2 separate regions of the Aedes aegypti genome follow, and region 1 is linked to region 2. A link is a contact called in public Hi-C data. All regions are on one chromosome and are shown on one strand. Each heading gives the region's core, a stretch centred on a gene start, on an enhancer-like site or on the middle of the called end of the contact. The rest is flanking DNA. Distances are from core to core; before and after follow the strand shown. Region 1 holds the start of LOC5575721 (regulator of gene activity). Region 2 overlaps LOC5575721 (regulator of gene activity).

Region 1 (4,698 bases), core at 612-3,111, 50 kb after region 2:
ACAGACCGGCTGACACAGGTATTATTAGGTAGTATGATACAAAATACATCAGTCTACAGGAACCCGATAATGTTCGCCGTTTAGACAACCACTGTATAAAATAATACAAGGAGCAGTCGCTCCGTAGTATAACCTGCATCTACTTAGTGAGTTTGGAACGTTTTTCGCAATCTACATTGCAATTTTGATGTTTGTTTAACAGGCCTCAACTCGGTTTCCGTCAGATATAGAAATGAGGCCTTTTTGAGAAAAGGCCGCATTTGCATTGAATATCCTGGTTAGCGGAAAATGAGATGGGGCCTTTTAGAAAAATGTTAGTTTTTCAACTTTTATGCATATTTTTCAACGACTATTGTATGTTTTAGTAAGAATAGGCTCTTATACACTGAAATCAGCAGAAAACCTATTTGTTTACATTTTGGACTTGAGGCCTTTTCAATTGTTGGTCTTGATTTTGGTTCGGTACTGATTCCATTATTTGTGTATAAAATTAGAGTCTTTTTATCTTTTTATAATTTTCTAAACGCATATATGTTACGCTGTAATAATTACATATCATTATCTTTCATATAAGTTTCCAATAGCTAAATTTGAACGAAAAATGAGTATCTCTTCAATTTACACATCACTTTCCTATATTTATTGATTATGACCCAAATTTGGGGTAAAACCAGAAAATAACATTACTGGTTAGAGATCCTAGAGATAATGTTCAAAGCATATCTTGTGAAACCCAATTCTTTACAGAATATTATGGTGTTCTTCCCCTAGTAGCTAACTTGCCAAGGGCGAAAATCTACTACAGAATGTATGTACAAAAACTTATTCTAGAAGAACACAGCGTTCATTGGCTGCACCGCTACTCTTTTTTACAGAACCCGTGTAATACAAGAGGACAGCAATGTTCCAAATTTTTTATCAGAACTTCCCTGTATCAAATACTACCTAGTAAGAGATCAATTCACTTGCCTCGGATTTCCCATTTCCAACCAATTCGAAAAGGATTAACAAAAATACTCCCCCGCAGCTATATTATAGATAGGTATAGCCCTCTGCTTGCACACTAAATACCATCCAGGACCAGGACACTTTATCAGAACTCCCTTGCCGTAACCACTTTTGTCCTGACCGAGATTCTCTATTCCCTTTTTTTTTTGCGCAAACACGCACTTGCCACACACTTCTCCTTCTCTTCAGTTCAGGAGTTCCACGTCTCTGTGCTGGAACCGTTTTTCCCTTTTTTTTTCTCCGTAGCTACTGCTTCTGCTGCTCGGTCCGTTCGACGATCGATTAGCTGCTCTTCTTCACTGGGTTTTCCTCCAGCAGCATAGAGGAAAAGCGTATCATTAAAAAAAAAACTTCAATCCACTTTTTTGTTAGCTCTTGCTTCTCAAGCTTCTGCCACTTTCACACACACAAATTCAGGAATCGAGTAAACTGCTGCTTCTGCAGCTTATGGCCACTTTTGGGAATGTCCCTCCGTAGGCCAGATCTTTTGAGGCCACTTCTGTACGATGGGAAAGGGAATCCCTCTCGTCGTCACACACACGGGACACGGCACAAGGGGAGGAAGCAGAAAAAAAAATCCACATCCAAAATGATGCACCCGTTTTCGGACCGATCCCCACCCGGACAGAGCTCGTTTTTACCGTAGATTTCACACCGAAACGCTGCCGCACCGAACTGGCCGAACTTTGCACGGGAAAAACGCGAAAAATTGATCGAAAATTGCCAGGAACAATCGCCTTTGCAAAATGGGATAGTAGGTTCAGTTTCAAACAATGGCTGACATATTGGAATATGTGCGCTGCTTGCTGCTGCTGCGAGATACGGAACCGTGAGAGGCTATTTTTTTTTGGGTTGCGTGAACCGATCCAGAGAGAGAGGCGTCCCACTCTTGCGAGTTTTGTGCAAGCGAATCGGAGCGATCAAAATGGCAGATGGGCGAACTAGCACAGATGGCGAAAAGACTGGGAACTGTGATGAGGTACATTAAAATCCTGTAAATTATTTCAAAAGATTTTAAAATAACGATTTATATAAGTGAATAAAAACAGAATTACCATTTCAATGTTGACCTCAACTGTAAGGCCGTCTTCAGTGTCGTGTGCTAGACTCGACTTGTCGAAGATCTTTTATCAATGAATTTGAAGTTAAAACTCGACTCAAAATACGTGTATCTATCAAATGATACAAGCTCTGGTGGTATTAAATGGTTCAGTATTCGTTTTTCATTTACTTATTTTCTTACTGAATTTTTTAGAGTATCAAGGGGGGAGGGGGCTTCCTTAGCCGAGTGGTTAGAGTTCGCGGCTACAAAGCAAATGCTGAAGGTGTCCGGTTTCGATTCCCGGTCGGTCCAGGATCTTTTCATAATAGAAATTTCCTAGACTTCGCTGGGCATAGAGTATGATTGTACCTGCCACACAATATACGAATGCGAAAATGGAAACTTAAGCAAAGAGAGCTCTCAGTTAATAACTGTGGAAGTGCTCATAAGAACACTAAGCTGAGAAGCAGGCTCTGTCCTAGTGGGAACGTAATGTCAAGAAGAAGAAGAAGTATCAAAGCGTTAGTTAGTCTTAGGTTTTGAAACTAATTAGAGAATTGCATTGTTTTTTTCTTCGACCTATGGGAGTTATCAAACACAATATGGGCTCATTCATTTATTTCATAACGCCGAAAAAAGCCATTTTCGACACCCACCCACCCCCTCGTAACGCTTTTTGTATGAACACTCTACAAATTTTGTATGAGCCGTAACATCATGAGGACACCCACCCACCCCCTTTAGCGTTATGAAATTTGTGAATGAGCCCTATGAACCTGTATTTTCAAAACAGCATCATACTGCTAAATTTCAGACAATTTTGATAGCAAAAACCTCCCATGTCTAAGGAAACAAAAATGCCAAAAATGCTTTGCCCCTCCTGTCACTTATTAAGGGTGCAAAAAGTGTATCACCCCAATTCCATCACAAACCAAAAATGCCACAGTTTCCCGGTGGCTGTCGATGGAGCCGAATTCCTGTTTGTATCACAAAAGAAAGTGTTTTTTCTTAATTTTATCTTTCTATCTGTTCGTTCCAGTTCCACACGTTCCAATTTACGTTCACAATGGAAGAAGCCTAGAACGCGCCAAAAATTCAGAGTGCTTAAAAACGGTTAGTTTTACAATGAGAAAATCTGCAAACAGACATCTAAGAATGTTACTCAGGGAATGTGGGAATGCCGCACCAATGACGTCCCACTAAAACCAGCCCAAGCACTGTACTTGAGCAATTTTTGTTAAATTGCTCAAGTGGTGTACAGAGTGCACATACCCTTGACTCAGACCACTTAGAAGTAGCCTAGGCAAACTGCTTCTCCTAGCCGACTTAAACAATGTCACAAGGAACCAGCCTCGGTAGGGCTAATCCTATGCAGCCAACTTTGGGCAGTGTGTCATAAGTTTAGAAGTGATAGGATGCACTTAAAGACGGATAGATGAAGTCGGGTGAAATTGGAAAAGGTCCCATTCACAAATTTCATAACGCTGTAGGAAGTGAGTGGGTGTCTTCGTGATGTTACGGCTTATACAAAGTTTATAAAATATTCATACAAAAAGATTTACGTGGAGGTGGATGGATGTCCAAAATGGCAATGTTTGGCGTTACGAAATTTGTGAAAAAAAACTAAAGATAATGAGGGATGAATGACATTTAGTAGTGGTTTTCCTAAAAATCCGCCACTACCGTCCCCTTTGCAACAGCATCAGTATCACTGTAGAAAACAGCAACGAGGAACACCGATCTTTTAGCAAGAAAAAGAAAACACTCCGTTGTTTTCTTTAGCCTATGCTGCAAAGCTAGAATTTATTGCACAATTAATCATAATTCTTACATATTCATATAATATACATACAACACAGACAAACAGACGTAACACTTAGAACAAATTTCTTCAAAATCCATCGCCCAGTTTACACTATCATCATCTGGTGAGCATGTTGCACGAAAAAGTGTTTCGTGCAACAAGACCGGCAGATGGCGGTAGTGTGAAACGTCAAACGCGAAGAAAAACGATGTGCGCGCCTCTGGTTGTCAGATATGTAACATAGCGAATTTGAAATGATTGTTAAATGAGTGGTCGATGGAAATTGCGTCAGTGTTACGTCTGTTTGTCTGTGCATACAACTTCGGTGCCTTACATCCGTGCTGTCGCTTGTTTTCATGATCACTGGTTTGACAACACGGGTGCAAAACAGAGACCGAAGAATGACAAGCACAACATATATAGTCCGACAATATACAGGGGTTCACAATACATTTCTCACGTAACAATCACCGTATCACGCTTTCAACAAGCGCTAAAGGCTGCCGCAAACAGGCCAACTTTCTGGTATAGGGATCAGACGATTTGACGTTTCCGTTTAAATCTGTTTAATATAAAACAATCCAATCGAAACATCATATCGTTTGAATCTTTCTCGAGAGCGAACCTGTTTGCAGTAACCATTTGGACTCGTAAAACACTGGATTGCAATGTCCTATGTAATCGAAAGACAGCAATAGAGAAGCGAATCTCTCATTGTTTTAACAGTGAAGATAATAATACTTAGGTCGTTAAGAAAAGTTGAGAATAGTCGAAGTAGTTGCGAGAACATGCTCTGGAGCGGTCCATTAATTACGTAAGACAAATTTCGAGTTTTTTTTATTTG
Region 2 (4,420 bases), core at 1,159-3,658:
TTTGAAAGTTACGTTTTTGTCTAGCATGAGCCCTTTATTGGAGCCCTACTAGAAGGTTTCAAATAAAGAGTTATTAGAGTTATTAGTTATAAGTGAGAATATTTTAAGCTTAGTTTTGAAGGCATTAGGAGAAATCTGTCAATTTTCCAAGTATGAAGAAAAAATATTCAAACTTTTTTGCAATCTACTATTACAGATTATAGATCTCTATAATAGATGACACGCAGGCTTCGTTCTTTGGCAGAGGTAACTCAAGTAAGTCAGATGTGAAAATATTGTATAAAATTGCTCCCCAGGAATTGAGGGACACCTGCTCTTACAGGAAGTCTCACAGACTTGGAGTTTTGATAATTAACTAAGTGTACGATTTGACAGATAACTTTGGATCATTCTAACAATGTACGTTAGGAAATTATTTTTTTTTATTTTACGATCAAGTTTCATGCCAAACACTGTCTAATGCTTTTTCTATGTCTAGATGAGCAAGGTCAGCCTTCAGATTTGTTGGAACGAATCAAATTTGTTACACTACACGTAAAAATTGATGAGTGATCGAATGTCCATGTCGGAATCCAAACTGATCATTGGCAACAATTGAATTTTCGTTGATGTGAACCATCATTCTGTTCAAAATTACACAGCGTAACAAAAATGAAATTTTGGCGAATCTCAAGAATCAAATTAGGCGGTATCCACAAATTACATAACGCTCTAGGGGGAGGGGGGAGTAGGGTCAAGCGTTACGGCTCATACAAAAATTTGAAATTTTTCATACAAAAAGCGTTACGAAAGGGGGGGGGGGAGGGGGTCAAGAATTTTCAATTTTAGCGTTACGTAATAAATGGACGCTGCCTTATGTGTCTCTAGTAGATTTGCGATTGCTGAATCTGATGCCGTTTTCTGAAATGTTCTAGCACGTCACAATTTTTAACTACAGGTCGTCAAAGTTGTATGAAACACAGGTTTCTTCGATGTTTACATAAAATTTAAAGTATAATTTATCAAACTTTTTAGTGATCTAATCCACCAAACATGCAGAATAGGACTTTAACTTTCATTACACATATAATATGGTTGAAATTTCACGATTAAATTTAGATAAAATCGATTTATTTTAACATGCTGGCATTCTCCATAGAAAATACTTCGGTTCTCTTATATGGCAGAATACAATACTTTTCTAAACTTAAAAAAAAATACTTTCGAGCATCGATAGTATTACAAACTTTGTTGATAAGTGTAGTTATAGACATGAAGTATGAATTCTGTGGCAAATCAAGCAAATAAATTGCCGTACAAGTTGGAAAACTTGCATGCAAGTTGGCTGAAATAGTCAAATTTGGCATTTTCAACAGCCAATATCTAAAAATCTAGACGTGCTATGATAATTTTGAAAACGGTAATGGACTCAGCAACTCTTAATTAAGTAAATAGCGGTATTTTGGTGCTTGAGACAAAAACGTGTTCCGCAGTGTTACCTTTTCAAAAAGTCTACTGAATCTTGACTGTAACTTCAATATTATCTATGAACAGCTTTTTTTGTGTATTTTACACAATCACTCGGTGGGACGCTGTTTGATCACCGCTGATGTTGCGGAAAATATAAAAAAAAAAAGATTTTTGACAGAATTTAATGTGTTGAAAAGCTGTTAAATGAGCGGTGAATGGCGCCCTTGTAAATGGTCCACTTTTTCATTTTACAAATATCTCAAAAAAAAAACAAATTGTGCTTTTGACATGTTGAATATTTATAACTTTTAGCTTCAAACAAATTCACCTCGAAATTCAAAAAAGTCGTTCATAAGTCAAGCGTAAACAGGTGGTGCAGTTGTACTCTTTTGTTCCAAAAGTATCCATTTCGTTCCAAAGTATGGGACAAGAGAGTACAAATGCACAATGTGCATATCACGAGACATCACCAATCGGTACTATTCTCCACGGGGCGAGAGTTGCCTTACTTACCATACGGTTTACTCCCGGGAGGCTGCAGTGCGTTCGACTGCGGTAACGATTGATCGTTCTGGCCACCCCGCGCGTTCGTGAGCGATGGAAACTCGGACAGGTCGAGCAGTGGAGGAGTTCCCGTCTCCGCCGTACCGTTGTCGAACACGCTATGGAAATTGTTGATGCTATTCCCGCTTTGAGATCCATATCCTCGTGACTGCATGAACGAGACCATGTTAGACTGAAACGACAAATCGGGATGATGGGGGAAAGGTTTTCACGTTAAAAACATAAGTTTTTCATTCGACAGTGATTTCAAAAACAATACCAAGCACGTGCATTCTGTGATAGATTAAAGAATAAGGAGAAGAATATAAATTGCGCACTTAACCAAAGCTCCGCTCTTTTGCGTAGCATATGCGGTGTAGAGTATGTTGCCTTCCGCGATAACACCGAAGCGGAATATCTACACAAATATTTCGCCTCTCATCCCCTGTCCACTCTCATCATGCACTTTACATCGCTGCGGAAGGATTTATGAATGACCATCCAAAATAGTGTCATCTTTTTAGTAGGAAGAAAGTCGAGCACGTTTGGAAGCGTACCGTCGGTAATTTATTTACGGCTAATGTTCGCATTTTGTGGCACTAGGTAGGTACTGCGTTTTCTTTCTGCAACTTGAGTTCTGTCAAAAGAAGAAGATGAGATAACACTTCGGTGTGTTGTTTACACCCGTTTAGTTTTTTCTTCCTTCTCCGTTGCTCGTAGCACAACATCACGGTTCCTCGTCGTACGTGCTTCTGCCAACGGAATCCAATCGTTCGCCTTCCCTTGCCCTGGTGCCTATTGCGCTCCTACAGTAGTAGCCTGATTTTATCGACCTCGAAAAACAAAATAAAAACAGGTCTGATAGCGACTGAGTCTCTCGAAAATAGGAACTTTAAACACTTTTTGCCTGAAAAAGAGTCAAAGAAAGACCAAACAGGAACTAAAAATAGACAAAAAAGATCGAATATGAATAAAAAAGAAACCTAACAGGAATCATGACAAAGAGTTTTATTTCTTATAGAATCACATTTCCCTAAAAATATTTCTAAGACTATTACAACAAATGCTTGTAAAACTACGCTAAGTATTAGTGTTATCATTGTTCAAGGTTTTGTTTAGTAGTTTCATTAGAAATTATTTAAGTATTTAACCAATGTTTCATTCCGGTAATTCTCCGAAGAAATTCCTTCACGTATTCCGTTTTGGATACCAACAGAAATTCCTGCGAAGACTCTTTAAGATTTTTTAACGGAAACTCCAGGAATTTATCTGTTGATTCTTCCACCAATTTCTTGAGGATTTCTTCCAAAAATGCCTCCAGAAATTTCCTACAAAATTGTTTAGGGTTTCTTTGAGAATTCAACCAAAACTTTCACTAAGAATGCTATCAGGAATTACTCGTGAGATTATTTCTAAGGTTCCTTCAAGAATCGCTCCAGAAATTACCTTAGAAATGAAGTCTTCAATGCTTTCTTTTCAGACATTCTTCCATGGATGCAGGGTCGGTTCGAACTGTTGACTTTTAGAAAATGCCGAATTGATAGAACATGTTTAAGTTCTGTATAACCTTGTTCAACTCCTACAAGGATCTCTGAAAGAATTCTTGAACTCTTGAAGATGTCTTAGAAGATGAATTCCTGAACGAATCTCTGTAATTATTTCTTGAGGTATGCTAAGGAACTTTCCTTAGCCGAGTGGTTCTAGTGCGCAGCTGCAAAGCAAAGCCATACTGAAAATGTCTGGTTTCGATTCCCGGTTCCAGGATTTCGTAAAAAAAATTTGGAAATTTCCTTGACGTCCCTGGGCATGGAATATCATTGCACTTGCCACACGATATACGAATTCGGAAATGACAACTCCAGCAAAGAAAGCTCTCAGTTAATAACTATGGAAGTGCTCATTGAACAGCTGAAAAGCAGGCTTTGTTCCAGTGAAGACGTAATGCTAAGAAGAAGAAGAAGAAGAAGAAGAAGCTTGGAAAAAAACATACCTGGAGGAAAGATTAAGCAAATCCTGGATTACACGTAATGTCATGAGGAATCTCTAAAAAATATCTTAGAAATAACATGTGAGAGAATTTTTTTATCTAAAGAGTATTGTGTGATCCTTTTTTTGTTTTTTTTTTTTTTATTTCCTGTTTAGTCTCTATTAGGTTTCTTTTCCAGGCACGAGTTCCTTAAATCTCCTAATTTTTAGACGTTAAGTTACTAGTCTTTTTTATAAAGTTGGTCACTATGTTAATGAAAGTATTAAAAAAGTCCCTATTTTTAATGGAATGTCTCAAGTTTTAACCAAAAATAATGTATAGAAACGCTTTTTTCTTTTATTCTACTTGCGGTGAATCCAGGTGAAAAATTCTAAAGGCTTTAGAAACTCTCACGCGAATATTCTTGCTTGCTCTTTAGGATTTTTTTTCTCAGATTACACG

What was found. Hi-C and Micro-C count contacts between places; a contact is called where the count stands out from the background.
Region 1: a contact with region 2 is called in a Hi-C map of whole pupa, with 2.8 times the contacts expected there. The contact joins the promoter of LOC5575721 here to the enhancer-like site in region 2. A contact is called at or near these places in 2 of 2 Hi-C or Micro-C datasets (whole body and whole pupa).

The regions. Positions count from the first base shown.
Region 1 is chr3:147,268,471-147,273,168 of AaegL5.0, forward strand. It overlaps LOC5575721 (regulator of gene activity), which reads right to left and starts at 1,862. Exons shown (of 8, transcript XM_001655776.2): 1 at 1,650-1,862.
Region 2 is chr3:147,217,858-147,222,277 of AaegL5.0, forward strand. LOC5575721 (regulator of gene activity) reads right to left here. Exons shown (of 8, transcript XM_001655776.2): 4 at 1,963-2,185. Among protein-coding and RNA genes, the nearest start is that of LOC110679472, 22 kb to the left of the region's middle. Within about 2 kb of position 2,409, at least 3 of the 3 cell types and tissues checked have open chromatin away from gene starts, as enhancers often do.